2 separate regions of the Danio rerio genome follow, and region 1 is linked to region 2. Evidence: chromatin contacts called from public Hi-C data. All regions are on one chromosome and are shown on one strand. Each heading gives the region's core, a stretch centred on a gene start, on an enhancer-like site or on the middle of the called end of the contact. The rest is flanking DNA. Distances are from core to core; before and after follow the strand shown. Region 1 overlaps LOC101886810 (pleckstrin homology domain-containing family G member 1). Region 2 has its middle 72 kb from the start of cc2d2a.

The links. Hi-C and Micro-C count contacts between places; a contact is called where the count stands out from the background.
Region 1: a Hi-C map of fibroblasts shows a contact between it and region 2, with 7 times the contacts expected there. The contact joins two enhancer-like sites. A contact is called at or near these places in 12 of 18 Hi-C or Micro-C datasets (caudal fin, embryo, fibroblasts and 4 more) and 2 of 4 datasets of contacts at active chromatin or transcription factors (caudal fin and gastrula embryo).

What each region holds. Positions count from the first base shown.
Region 1 is chr23:2,489,669-2,496,758 of GRCz12tu, reverse strand. It overlaps LOC101886810 (pleckstrin homology domain-containing family G member 1), which reads right to left. Exons shown (of 19, transcript XM_073939669.1): 10 at 5,299-5,394; 11 at 2,774-2,860; 12 at 2,491-2,524; 13 at 2,321-2,407; 14 at 1,845-1,883; 15 at 1,712-1,734; 16 at 443-613. Among named protein-coding and RNA genes, the nearest start is that of tcp1, 19 kb to the left of the region's middle. Within about 2 kb of position 5,173, at least 20 of the 62 cell types and tissues checked have an H3K27ac peak or open chromatin away from gene starts, as enhancers often do.
Region 2 is chr23:2,366,955-2,374,385 of GRCz12tu, reverse strand. No RefSeq gene overlaps it. Among named protein-coding and RNA genes, the nearest start is that of cc2d2a, 72 kb to the right of the region's middle. Within about 2 kb of position 6,050, at least 22 of the 62 cell types and tissues checked have an H3K27ac peak or open chromatin away from gene starts, as enhancers often do.

The DNA.
Region 1 (7,090 bases), core at 3,924-6,423, 120 kb before region 2:
TAAACCTAAAGGGCCTGTTTACACCTTGTCACTTCATGTGTGTTTTTTAGCTTAGATTTGTAAAAACATTTCCATTAACACTTGACCACATAAATGCATCTCCGTTAAATGGATCTGATTTCACTCTTCAAATTCTATGCTGTATTCAAATTTAATTAGGTTAATCGACTAGACCATCAGATACAACAGATGTCATTTAAATAATACTCAATAAAAAAAGTAAGCTGTATATCTTATTTTATATGTAGATAACAGAAAGCTTTGTATTTCATTTGATCAGATTTATATACATCTTCAATGTGTTTTAGATGGCTATCCATACAGAAAAAGTGCATAATGTGATCAGTTTTAAACAGGCCCAAAGTGTCATATAAACCCATAGGCTCACTCAGAAACAGGTGATATGGATGAAACTAAACATCAAATGTCAGATCAGACTAACCAATCCAGTGTCGTCCTCATCATCAGCATCCTGCGTGTTCGGCTCGTCGTCTACATCACTGTGGTCACCGGGGTCCAAAGACTCCTGTGATTCGCTGACTAGACTGCGGGATCGGCCTATAGAACCCAAACTAGCCACTGGTGACAGCAGTGTGACCCCAAAACTCGAGCGCTGTGTGGAACAAATGCAAGTTTTAAAAAATACTTCTCAGAGAAATCACATCAGATTTGAATAATGCACCAAAACCTGGTCCTCGCGCCCCACCGCTCAGCATATTTTGCATATCTCTCTTATTTAACACAGCTGATTTAGATGAGCAGCTTGTTAGAAGAGCTGCATGCATGCTGTGTTCTGACTGACACATTCCCTATGCAGTGTGCATTGTTCCCTAGTCCCTACTGCTTCATTGATATCTACCTGAGCATGAGAAACCCATATTTCACTTCAGAACATTCATTCATAGATTTAAATAATGGCATTACCTGCGGTGTCTTACTAGAGAAGTGTGAAAGGTGACCTAATATACCCCCAGTGAATAAATACAATATAAATTCACTTATTACATGCCCGTAGTCAGCCTGGTGAATGGGGTGGTTCTTTTTTGTTGCAGTTATTCGCCTCATTTTCTATTTCATGATTTTTTTATGACTATATATTTATGCCTATTTTAGCCAAGATAATATTTAAATCTATTTTATTATGGGCCGCTTTTGGTGCTTCACACCTTTTTATTGGTCATTTTTTATTGGTCATACAAATGTATTCTCAACAATACAGTAGCGAAAAATGACTTCTTTTACGTCAGATTGTGTTTTCTTGCTCAGCTGGATGTTGGACTCATGAAAAATATTTGTTAGCATTGGCCAAAACTGATTTGAAGTCACACTGAAGCAACAGCCAACCGAGGATTCTGCTTGGACTGAAAGCCTTTTTCAGGTTTTTTTTCCACCATGATGGCATATCAGTCAAAATAAGACAAATGAGCTCATGAATGAGACAAATTCTGGATCTTTGTCAGTGAGGGATGGGTCTTCTGAACCACCCGAACCCCCCCCCTGGCTCCGGGCCTGTATTACACACTAAACTGTTGTTTGACTGAAACGTGCTGCCTTCCAACTGACGAGTTTCCTGTGGAGTCCACTATGTAGGGCACTTGCTATTGAATTAGAACAAACGTCTGATGTAAACAGAAACATGCGAAATGCACGGCGCAAGGACCAGGATTGAGAAACTTTGGTATAATGAATTAGTAATTGTTGTATCCTTTACCTTCTGTATATCTGGGCTGGATACTACAACGAGAGAGAGAGAGAGAGAGAGAAATATAAAATTAACTTATTAACATTATTTCAATATTTGAAGCACAAACTCATCTATCTTTTTTCAAACACATGCTACTTACTGATGTGTTTGGAGTTCTTCAGTAACTTAGATAATGGCTCTATAGATAAGGAGACAGAGAGAAAGAAGAATGATGATCAGTAAAATATGATCTTTGTTTATTTGTTTGTTAGCATGTTCGCCTCACTGCAAGAAGGTCGCTGGTTCGAGCCCCAGCTGGGTCAATTGGCGTTTCTGTGTGGAGTTTGCATGTTTTCCCCGTGTGGGTTTCCTCCGGGTGTTCGGGTTTTAAGTCCAAAGACATTTGGTAGAGGTGAATTGGGTAGGCTAAATTGTCCATAGTGTTTGTGTGTGAGTGAGTGTGTATGAATGTTTCCCAGAGATGGGTTGCAGCTGGAAGGGTATCCGCTGCGTAAAACATATGCTAAATAAGTCGGCGGTTCATTCCGCTGTGGCGACCCCAGATTAATAAATAGACTAAGCCGAAGATGAATGAATGAATGTGTGTTAGGTTGTTGTACATGCAGTGGGTCTCACCTGTCTTTCTGCGTACTCTGCGGGGTGAGGGACCCTCTTTAGTGTTCACTCTCTTGTCATCAGAGTTGTGATTAAAACTTGGGTGGTCTAAAAAAAAAACATATATTGTTTGAAATCCTGTCAATTTTAAAGCCAAATAAAGGATCAAATGTAGTGCTGTGATTACTTACTTGCCGTGTCCATCTCTAGAATGGCCTGCTTAGCCTGTGGGGAGAGAGAAAACACTTGAGTTTGAGTGTAAATCTTAACCTAATGGCCTCTGGGTGGCGCCGTGCCTCCACTTCTGTAAGTACAGAAACTTCTGCTTCTCCTTCAAAGTTCTTACGTTCTCTTTGAGATGTGAACTACTTTATCATGACACAGTTAATGTGAACAGCTCAATTTGGCCACAGCTGCGTGACCATTGAGTATATTGTACAGAAGCAGAGTCAGGACAATGTGTGCGTGTCTAACCTTGGCCGGTATTTTGGCTGGATGGTTTTCAAGGATCAGCCGTTTTAGATGCAGGACCCACATTTTCTTATCCTGTTGAGACTTCGCCTGAAAGTGAATTACAGATATAAATCAGCACAATCTGCAAGTTAAGGGTGCTGCATGTACCTATTTGACTATCCTAAAGCATAACAATGCCATAATATCTTTGCAGTTATTTAAGAAACATGCAAGTGAACATGTTTATCTGAAAAACAATACTAAAGTCAGTTTCTGAGCAGAGTTCTGTGTTGAATATCTGTCTTTATTTAGTTCTCTATAACCTGCACACTGCTAGATTACCTAATAATATTTCAGCACCCCGGTTTGCCTTGGTGGACAACAGCATATTTAATTTCAGTCTTGAAAGGTATGTGAATACACCATTAAAAATGCATGTGAATGCGGCAAGATGTCCTCGCTGCAGCTTGATGACGTAGGCGATCGTTAACTACATAGCGGACCTTATACCGCCCATTAAGGAAGCACCCATATTACTGTGATGATTGGGTTTAGGCTAGGGGGGGTGTAGGTGCTTGTCCTTATACTGCCCACTAGGGTAGCGCCCATGCAACTGTGACGGTTGGGTTTAGGGTAGGGGGAGGTGTTGGCGATTGTCAACTATGTAGCGGACCTTGTACCGCCCACTAAGGTAGCGCCCATGCTATTGTAATGCTTGGAATTAGGGTAAAGTGAGGTGTAGGCGATCGTCAACTATATAGCAGACCTTTTTGTTGCCCACTGACATAGCGCCCATGCTACTGTGACAGTTGGGTTTAGGGTAAAGGGAGGTGTAGGTGATTTTCAACTACATAGTGGACCTTGTACCGCCCACTAAGGTAACTACACCTGTGACGGTTGGGTTTAGGCTAGGGGTAGGTGTAGGCAATTATCAACTAAGTAGTGGACCTTGTACCACCCACTAGGGTAGCGCCCATGCTACTGTGACGGTTGGGTTTAGGCTAGGGGGATGTGTAGGCAATTGTCAACTACGTAGTGGACCTTGTATCGCCCACGAAAGTAGTGCCCATGCTACTGTGACAGTTGGGTTTAGGGTGGGGGGAGGTGTAGGCGATCGTCAACTACATAGTGGACCTTGTACCGCCCACTAAGGTAACTACACCTGTGACGGTTGGGTTTAGGCTAGGGGTAGGTGTAGGCAATTATCAACTAAGTAGTGGACCTTGTACCACCCACTAGGGTAGCGCCCATGCTACTGTGACGGTTGGGTTTAGGCTAGGGGGATGTGTAGGCAATTGTCAACTACGTAGTGGACCTTGTATCGCCCACGAAAGTAGTGCCCATGCTACTGTGACAGTTGGGTTTAGGGTGGGGGGAGGTGTAGGCGATCGTCAACTACATAGTGGACCTTGTACCACCCACTAAGGTAACTGCTATTGTACGGTTAGGTTTAGGCTAGGGGGATGTGTAGTGTAATAGACCTTGTATCGCCCACGAAGGTAGTGCCCATGCTACTGTGATGGTTGGGTTTAGGGTGGGGGCAGGTGTAGGCGATCGTCAACTACGTAGCAGACTTGGACAACTACGTCATCAAGCTCCGGGCTGCAGCGAGGACTGTCTCGAAAATGTGACTTCCGAAGACAGAATCAGTCTTCAAAATGAGACGCAGACCCACATAAGGTGTTTATTAACTAGCAAATAATACAAAAAATGTAAACATTAGGTGAGCAGATTTAACGCTCAATAAACAGATACACTCACTCATCAATCTGGAAACCTGCAAGTGCATCGTTTTGTCATCAGAGAGTCCAATATTTGGACTGCAATACATTCTTCAGTCCTACACTTTTAAAGCTCATTTGCAGACACACCTCAGTAGAGCTGCTGTGTCCACGTCATCTCACATTCAAAGAACGTCAACACCAATGATCAAAATCAAAACAAACACGTCCATCATCTGGGTGAACGTCAGCACAATCAGAAAGTAACAAACAGATGTGATGGACTGGAACCGCCACTCACCAGTGACGCACGTCATTTCAGAGAGCGTTAAAACCAACAGTACAGCTTCAGTACTCAAGCTAGCTTTGATCATTACTTTAATGCAGTTCATTTATCCCCTTCAGTGATAACAGAAATGTAGGAGAGCATGCGATCGGGCATGTATCAGCTGCTGAGATAACAGTAAGCCATCCAATCTTCAGGAGACAATGTGATTTACTGGCATTGGGTTGGTTGAGGTTTGTGCGGCACACACACTGCTTTACATTTATGACTACTAGGCTGAGGTCCAACACACAGGTCAGATGTACCAACACTGGCTTAAGGCGAGACTCGTACCATCATTCACACTCACACTTATGTGTGTGTATGTTCATGCATGCTGAAGCCTGTGGTAGAGGGGTGTGGTTTTACTGGGGTAAAGTTCAAGGCGATTGGCTGTCTGTCAGAAGCCTGGCCTCAGGCTGGACATTCCACTGTGTGTGTATAACACCACTGATCTTCAGTTACATGCTGTTTCTGTGTGTGAGAGTATGATCTCTTACCTGCACAGTGTGTTGAAGTTTGGGATTCTTGTAGTGAAACACGCTGAAGCTCAGAGGCTCTTTAGGTATGACTTCTACCAACATTAGGTTACAACACTGCAAACACACATGGGAAGAGAAATACATTACAGGCTAGAATACATTAGAACTGGGACATCAATTTATGCATTTCTTTGTACACTGTCAAATTAAAATTGTGCAAAAATGTTCTTGTATGCGTACATTAGCCTGTCACTTGGACAGTGTATTCAAAGGTACTCCTCACATCAGCTTCTTTACCTCTTAAGGGTGCATATTACTTGCTTAAACCCCATTTACATTGCCTCTTCTTTAAATGTACAGCCTGATCTCACGAGGAAACGTAAGTATTTTACGTTTTTTCAGTATAGTGGTAAACAGTTTCAGTAGTCGCACCCAATCCCACCCCTAACCGTCATTGGGTGATGAGCAAATCGTACTAAATTGTACGAATTAGATTGTACGAATTCATACGTGTGGCGAGTGGGCGGGGCCAAGAGCCGTGGGAACGGAAACTGTGGCGCGCACTGGCCTCGAATCCCATGGAAGGAGCTCTGGACTATAAGAGGAGGAGGCAGAGAGAGGACTGGGCCCGGACATATTGTTTTACTTTTGTTTTAAGTTTGACGGCAGTATCCTTGAGGAGCTGCCGTCCGTTTGATTTGGTTTAGTTGGCAGTCTCCATGAGGAGCTGTCGTTCCTGTTATTAAAAAATATTCTAAGCCTCGTCAGTTCTCCGCCTCCTTTCGGGCGGCCAAAGGTCCGTAAGCTTCATTACAATACGAATTAGCCACTAAATCAAAAAGTTACGAATTGCCGTGAGATTGCGTTGGTAAAACCCAATAAGTTAAGGCAACTCAAAGCGTTTAAGGAAACTGATTGCAACAAACCATTTAAGTTCAAAAACTGATCCTGAGTACTGTGAACTTAATTGTTTTGAGTAAACAAAGCAGTTTGAGCACAGTAGAACCCAATAAATGAAGAGAACTCAAACCAGCTGAGTGCTGTAAAACCCAATAAGTTAAGGCAACTCAAATCGTTAGAGGAAACTGATTGCTACCAACCATTTGAGTTAAAAACTAATCTATATGAGTACTGTGACCTTACTTAATTTAAGCTGAAGTAATGAGGTATTAACACTGTAAGAAGTAATTACTTACTTAAAGTGAGTAAACCAATTGCCTTAAAAGCAACAAGTTGACTTTACAAAACAATGCGAGTAAACCCGTTGTAACTTGGAACTGTTACATTGACTTAATTTTTATAATTATGCAAATTGAACTTACTTTTTAAAAGTCTGCTAATCCCTTTTTAAAGTGTCAGACTCTTTAGCACGACTGTTTTCAAATAATTACTTTAATTATTACATTATTCCATATTTAGTGCTTCATTAAGTCTAGAAAAATCAACAATTATAGCCTGCATTAAATTTAAGACACACTGGAGTCTGGAAGAGCAGATTTATTTTACTGTAGGTCATTTTGCTAGATTAATAATTATATAATAAAGGCGTATTGGAAAAAAGTGATTAGTTTACTTTTATTTTAAAAAGTGAGAAAAATTTGCATAATAATAAAAATATAATAAATATAATAAAAAGTCATCTTAACAGTTTTAAGTTACAATGAGTTTATTTACATTATTTTTGTTAAGCCAACTTGTTAGCTTTTAAGGCAATTGTTTTACTTGCTTTAGATAACTAATCACTTTTTAAATGTAATTAACTCATTACCTTCAACACTGAAGTCAAAACTCTTTTCAAATGAGTAGAATC
Region 2 (7,431 bases), core at 4,801-7,300:
CAATCGAACTAAATAAGGCAGGTGTGAAAACACCCTTAGTAAAACCTAATGGAGATTATCCCAAAATTAAAAACACGAGCAAATTTAAATTTTTCGATTTAATGGTTAAAATTTTAAGGTTTATCAAGTTTTCAATTGTGTTTTTAGTGGACACTAACACAGCCTACATACAAATACTATAGTATTGTCAACACAATCTCACGGCAATTCGTAACTTTTTGATTTAGTGGCTATTTCGTATGAATTCGTATGATCTAATTTGTAAAATTTAGTACGATTTGCTCATCCTAACGAATTACTGTTACTTTTATTTTGTTTATTACACATTTTTTATTACACACACACACACACACCTCTAAAAACGTACACCATTTATCATCGTTCTTCTCCTTGTCGACCTGCTGCCGTGTGTGTGTGTGTGAGCATCCCCTGATGATAGAACTAGATCTTTTTAAACTGGGCGAGTGCGTCACACACACTACGGGACAGGTTGTCCCACGGCCCGCCCCAGATTAGACCCGAGCTGCCGGCTGTGCTAAAGTTAGCACTGTAATTAGCACACCGGCTAATTAGCCCAGAGACATGCAGAGCTCCCATACTTTTTCCAGATATCAGCACACACACTTGATGACAGAGATGAGGGGCAGCAGGAGCCACTGAAACACTGACAGTAATGCAGTACATTGTCAGCATCAGTTTATCAGTATCAGTGTTAAGCGGGCAGCACGGTGGCGCAGGTAGGGCGGTCACCTCACAGCAAGAAGGTCGCTGGTTCGAGCCCCGGCTGGGTCAGATGGCATTTCTGTGTGGAGTTTGCAGGTTCACGTCAGGTGTTGACGTGGGTTTCCTCCGGGTGCTCTGGTTTCCCCCACAGTTTAAACACATGGGCTATAGGGGAATTGGGTAGGCTTAAATGCCTATAGTGAATGTTTGTTGAGACATGGGCAGGCCTTTTATTTATTTATTTCACCTAAAAAAAAAAAAATATATATATATATATATATATATATATATATATATATATATATATATATATATATATATATATATATACACACATATACATACAGGGCTTGGCATTAACTTTTTTGATGAGCCAATATGGCTAGTAGTTTTCCCACATTACTAGCCACTCGCCATTTTTAGCCACATATTTTGTTGTTGGGAAAATATATTTTATATGCATAAATTTGACTTTGACATGCTAAAATTACTTGATATTGATTTTGTGGAATGTCCACATGCCTCCTGATTCATTTCACTTTTATTTCACATGACTTTTCAGAGCTCAAAGGATTTACCAAATTTATCTCTAACCACACTAAAAATAAATTAATAATTATTTCTTAGCCACAAATTTTAAATAATGTGTCAAAACAAGCAAAATATAGCTGTATATTATACTTTTTAATAACAAAACATTTCTTTAAAATAAAAAAAAAACAGTTGACCCCAGTTAACTACACATAAATGGGAAATTAATATCTAAATCCTGTTTAAAGAATGGTTAAAGTGAAAGCAACCGGTGCTGCTTACAAAAAAGCAATCGCTATCTTGAAAGCAGCAGAATTGTGTGTGCATGAATATAACTTTTAGTCCAGTCTATTTGAAAGGGAACCGATCACAACAGTTGCTTTTCCAGGCACGGTAGTTTTAAGCAAGGAAACGGGAGCGCGCACGTGTTTTAAACAGTCGCGCGCATCACATCAGCTGCTGGTGAAAGAGTTTATCCTCTTATTCGGTATTCAACCGGCTTACTTTCGCCCACACGAACAAAATTATATTCGTCAGTCATGCTGCTTCGAGATTCAAAGATTGCATTTGCACGAATATTGGGCCATCCTTGTTGTCGAACCCGGCTTTTAAGAAAAATACCATTTAAAAATAGTTTTCAACCAGCCAAAATGGCTAAAATCTACCCGCATTTGGCGGGTTGGCAGGTGTTAATGTAAAGCCCTGTATGTGTATATAATGGTTGTTGTTGACTACAGCCAATTTAGTTTATTCAATTCTCCTATAGCGCATGTGTTTGGACAGTGGAGGAAACTGGAGCACCCGGAAACCCAAGCCAACACAGGGAGAACATGCAAACTCCACACAGAAATGCCAACTGACCCAACTGGGGCTCGAACCAGCAACCAGAGCCACTGGGCTGCCCTGAAAATGACCTCATTTGTATAAAAATGTAAAATGTTTTAAAGCATGTGGCCTCCTAACCTTACTCCTCATTGGGAAGTGAGCACATTGTACTAAAATGTATGCATGAGAGGTCAGTGGTGTTGGTTAGTTTTTAACTCTAACCCTAACCCATACTCTCAATGTCAAATCATTAGATATATTAGACTCCTTCGTTTTCTTTACGGCCTTGTACCTTTATTAATCTGGGTTCGCCACAGCGGAATGACCCGCCAACTTATCCAGCACTTTTCTACGCAGCTTCCAGCTGCAACCCATCCCTGGGAAACATCCACACACACCCAATCACACTCATTCACTACAGACAATTTAGCCTACCCAATTCACCTGTACCGCATGTCTTTGGACTGTGGAGGAAACCCGCACGAACGCAGGGAGAACATGCAAACTCCACAAAGAAACGCTAACTGAGCCAGCCAAGGCTCGAACCAGTGACCTTCTTGCTGTGAGGCGACAGCACTACCTACTGCGCCACTGCGTCGCCCATATATTAGACTTTTGAGCTGAACTGATGCTTGAGTTCAAGTATGTTTCTCTCTATGGTAGCAGAAATGTCCAAGTTCCCACATGCCGTCTTAATGGTGTCACTCAGGCGAAACATTTGCAACAGATGAAGGAAACAGGAGAATGAACGAATCTCAAAACACGAGCCCCGGGAAATGCGCGCGATGGTAATCAAGACCACGGTCAAAGAATGCAGAGAGAAAAAAATCAAACAATTACGAGTCTGTTGGTCAGTAGGAAACTGACTCAGGTGCAATCAGCCCTCATTCACACATTAAATAGAGCTCTTTGTGGGTTCACACACACAGTATCTCTCGGCATCAGAGTATCGAGTGAATGAATGCACCTCGCACATTCTATCTGAATCATTGTAGGTTACATATGAAAGAACACAATGGGAAAACAGTCAGGCATCGGGTAACACATTGCTCACTAATATACACAAAAAAGGGCCTACATGAAGACTGTGGATTGGATTCAAAAGTGGACAGAAGCTGATGTAAAAATAATCAGTTCCGCTTATGCATAATAATTAGCTTGCTTTTTGATTGATTCATGTACTGTACATCAATTCAATTCAGCTTTATTTGTATAGCGCTTTTACAAAGTAGATTGTGTCAAAGCAGCTTCACATAAAAGGTCATGGTAAATTGGAAGAGTAGTTCAGATTTTTAGTGTTTAGGTGTGCTTTCACACCTACACTTTTGCTTCAGAACCTGTCTCGTTTGCCCAGTTAGCGCGGTTCGTTTGGCATATGTGAAACCACCAATCGCTCTCGGATCCGCGCCAAATCAATCGCTCTGAGATCGCTTGAATGAGGTGGTCTCGGCTCGATTTAAACGAACTCTGGAGCAGATTGATTGCAGTGAGAAAGCGATACGATTTGAGCGCGGTTATATCACAGTGTTTTATGGATATGTAATAGGCTTACGGCTCTATGAAGAGAGAATTACGAGTAGGGCGGGAAGTTTCGCGAGTCTCCGGATGCCCGCAAACGAGTGATAATCTCCCGGTAATCTCGCGTCTCCCTCCCGCTCCTCAAATAGGCTAAGTCGCGCACTCTTCTCACCCCTCCCCACCGCATCTCTCCTCACTCTTCAGACACGTCGTGCGCACCTTGTCAAACACCACCAAACCACCACCTCTCCTGACAGCTGAGCGGGACTCTGCAAAATAAACCCTGACACTCTGACCAATGTGAGGAGAGTTTACCCACACGTGACTTGTTTTAGCTCCTTTGGTGATTAGAAACTTTGCAGTGTGGAAGTGAACCGCTCCAAGAGCAACAATGTAACATTTGTAATCTCTGTTTTGGAAAAACTGAATCGATTCACAGGTGTGAAAGCAGCCTGAATTCAGTTCAGCTCAGTTCAGTGTGGATTAATAATCACTACTGAGGGTCTAGACACTGGAGAGCAATCCATCAATGCGCAGGTCTACAGATCCCAACCATGTAAGCTAGTGGTGACAGCGGAGAGGGAAAAAAAACTTCACCAATTGGCAAAAGTAAAGAAAAAACCTTGAGAGAACTCAGTTGGGTAATGATCTGGTTTTAGAGGGGGTTTGGCCATTTCCAGGCTGGTTTCCAGCCATTTCCAACCTGGTCTTAGCTGGTCAGGCTGGAAAATGACCAGCCAAATCCAGCTAAAACCAGCTTGACCAGCCTGGTTTAAGCTGGACATAGCTGGTTTTGGCTGGACTCCCAGCTTGGCTAGGCTGGTCAAGCTGGTTTTAGCTGGTCATCTCCCAGCCTGACCAGCTAAGAGCAGGCTGGAAATGGCTGGAAACAAGCCTGGAAGTGGCCAAAACCTCTCTAAAACCAGCCTGGTCGACCAGCTAAAACCAGCCAACCAGCATAATTAAGTTGGGCATGACTTTTATAATTTCTCCGCTGGCCAAATGTCTTGTGCAGAGCTGTAGTCTCAGCGGTGGAGGCTGGAAGCTGGGCCTCAGCGAAGACTCGTCTGTCCCTGGAGCATCACAGGAATCAGTCTCATGCTCTCCAGTCCCCCATGACCACCACAGCAGCTGCTCAGGATACAGCCTGGTCCAGGATAATGGAATCCATGGGATCATCTCGTCTCTGGTCTTGGATCAATCAGTGACTCTGCATAGCCTGTGGACTTCGAGATGAGTATCCCCAGGTGGAATTTGGGAATAAAGAGAATAATTAGCGTAGCTGCTGTTCATAGTGTATATAAACCAGATGCAGAAATCTGTGTGGAACCCGCTAAATGATGCACTGAGTGTATGCTTTACTAAACAGACAGGTATTTAATCTAGTTTTGAATTGGGAGATTGTGTCTGAGCCTCGGACATTATCAGGAAGGCTATTCCGTAGTTTAGGAGCCATAAACATTAAGGCTCGACCTCCTTTAGTAGACTTTGCTATTCTAGGTACTACTAGAAGCCCTGAGTTTTGAGATCTTAAAGAGCGAGCTGGATTGTAGCGAGACAGAAGGTTGGTTAGATAAACAGGAGCTCGATTATTTAAAGCTTTAAATCACATCAGTGGTTCCCAACCTTTTTTTTTTTTTGCCTGAGACCCACTTTTGTAAGGCCCCCCTCCACATTTAAGGATATAATCGCTCATTTAAGTTTGCAGTAAAGATGACAAAAAAATTTTGTTTTCAAACAAACGGTGTGTTTATGCACAAATAATAGCCTAATGTTTCCCAGGGATGGGTTGCGGCTGGAAGGGCATCCGCTGCGCAAAAATGTGCCGGATAAGTTGGCGGTTCATTCCGCTGTGGCGTCCCCGGATTAATAAAGGGACTAAGCCGACAAGAAAATGAATGAATGAATGAAAGTTACAACTAAACAAACCAAACACATCCACTGAGGAAACACCAGTGTCAACAAAGTAGTTTGCTTGGCTGGGCTCAGCGTGAGGTTCAGTTATAGGGCAGATGTGATCTGATCATGGCTGTATTTAATGCTGCTGTCCATTATCCGGGGGACTTTCCAACCTCAGCACAGCCAAAGCACCATTCTGTTTCCTTCATGCGTCCGGTCACGGTTTGCTGTGGTGTAGAGTCCGCTCATCAGCGTGACCTGAACACCGCGCTCAGCAGAGAGACATGCTCTCTTCAGAGTGAGTTTGTTCCTTCTCAAGCCCAGATTTAGAGTCAGAGTTTCAGCCTCCACTCACACAATGCCGGCTTTCACCATCTGACTTCACGCATGACCGCAACATCTCAATGACGCCTTCGGCAGGATAATCTACAACCTCACACACACACACACACACATATGCACACAGCCGTCTAGTGGAATGACATTCACACACATTCATGCAAACACAGAAGCAGCATTCAAATGAATTAATATAAAGATCTGCCGTTTGTAACTCTAGCTCACTGCTGCCTCCGTTTGGCTCTCGGTGGAACTGCTCATCAAACTCATTTTTGAGAAACCTAAAGATGCCTCTTTCGTTGGGTAGTTTTGATGCATAGATGGTTTTACTGTAAGTAATTTTTCTAAATGAAACTTCATATGTGCACTTTATTGATAAAAGAGAGAATCAAATAATCTTTAGATACCAGAATATTCTAGAAATTTGATGATGGACTCTATAGATTATAGATATAGATATTTATTTTAGTTGAGATTGTGTCAAACATTGAATAAAAAAGCACTGTTCTAAGCACTTTACAGTACCTTTAAAAGATCTACTGGGAACTCTGAATTTCACACTTCTGAGTACAAACACAATAAACCAATAGGCCAACAGTCTGGTAACCATTAAGATCACTATAGCAACAGCATGGTACATCAAGATGACGTAGACAAACACCTTTTACACACTGTTTAATTTTAGAAGTGAAGTGGTAACCTAGCAACCGACAGTAAACAAGACAAGCATAATAAAAACGGCTTGAATTTTACAGTGTGAAATGTCAAGCAAATTAATACTTGGAATCAAATTCCCTGCTGAAAAATCCAGCTTAAACCAGCCTAGGCTGGTTGGCTGGTTTTAGCTGGTCAACCAGGCTGGTTTTAGAGGGGTTTTTGCCACTTCCAGGCTGGTTTCCAACCATTTCCAGCCTGGTTTTAGCTGGTCAGGCTGGGAGATGACCAGCTAAAACCAGCTTGACCAGCCTAGCAGGCTGGGAGCCCAGCCAAAACCAGCTATGTCCAGCTTAAACCAGGCCGGTCAAGCTGGTTTTAGCTGGATTTAGCTGGTCATTTTCCAGCCTAATCAGCTAAGACCAAGCTGGAAATGGCTGGAAACCAGCCTGGAAGTGGCCAAACCCCCTCTAAAACCAGCCTAGTCGACCAGCTAAAACCAGCCAACCAGCCTAGGCTGGTTTAAGCTGGATTTTTTAGCAGAGAATTGTTAACTGCTGTGTTTACATTAATCTCGTGATGTGAAAGCTGACTTTCATGACGCAGTCAAATGCACAAGTGCTCTACCTAGTGAGCTTTTGAATAGATGGTTAAAAAGCTGCCTAGAGCACCGTCTGCCATTAAAAACTAGTCTAGATCACCATCTGCTGTTAAAAACTAGCCCACAGCATCACCTGCTTTAAAAAAACTAGCCTAGACCGATGTCTGCTGCTAAAATATGATGTTAAAAACTAGCATAGAGTGCCGTCTGCTGTTAAAAATTAGCATAGAGTACCATCTGCAGTTAAAAACTAGCCTAGACCAACTTCTGCTGCTAAAATCTGATGGTAAAAACTAGCATAGAGTGCCGTCTGCTGTTAAAAACTAGCATAGACCAACGTC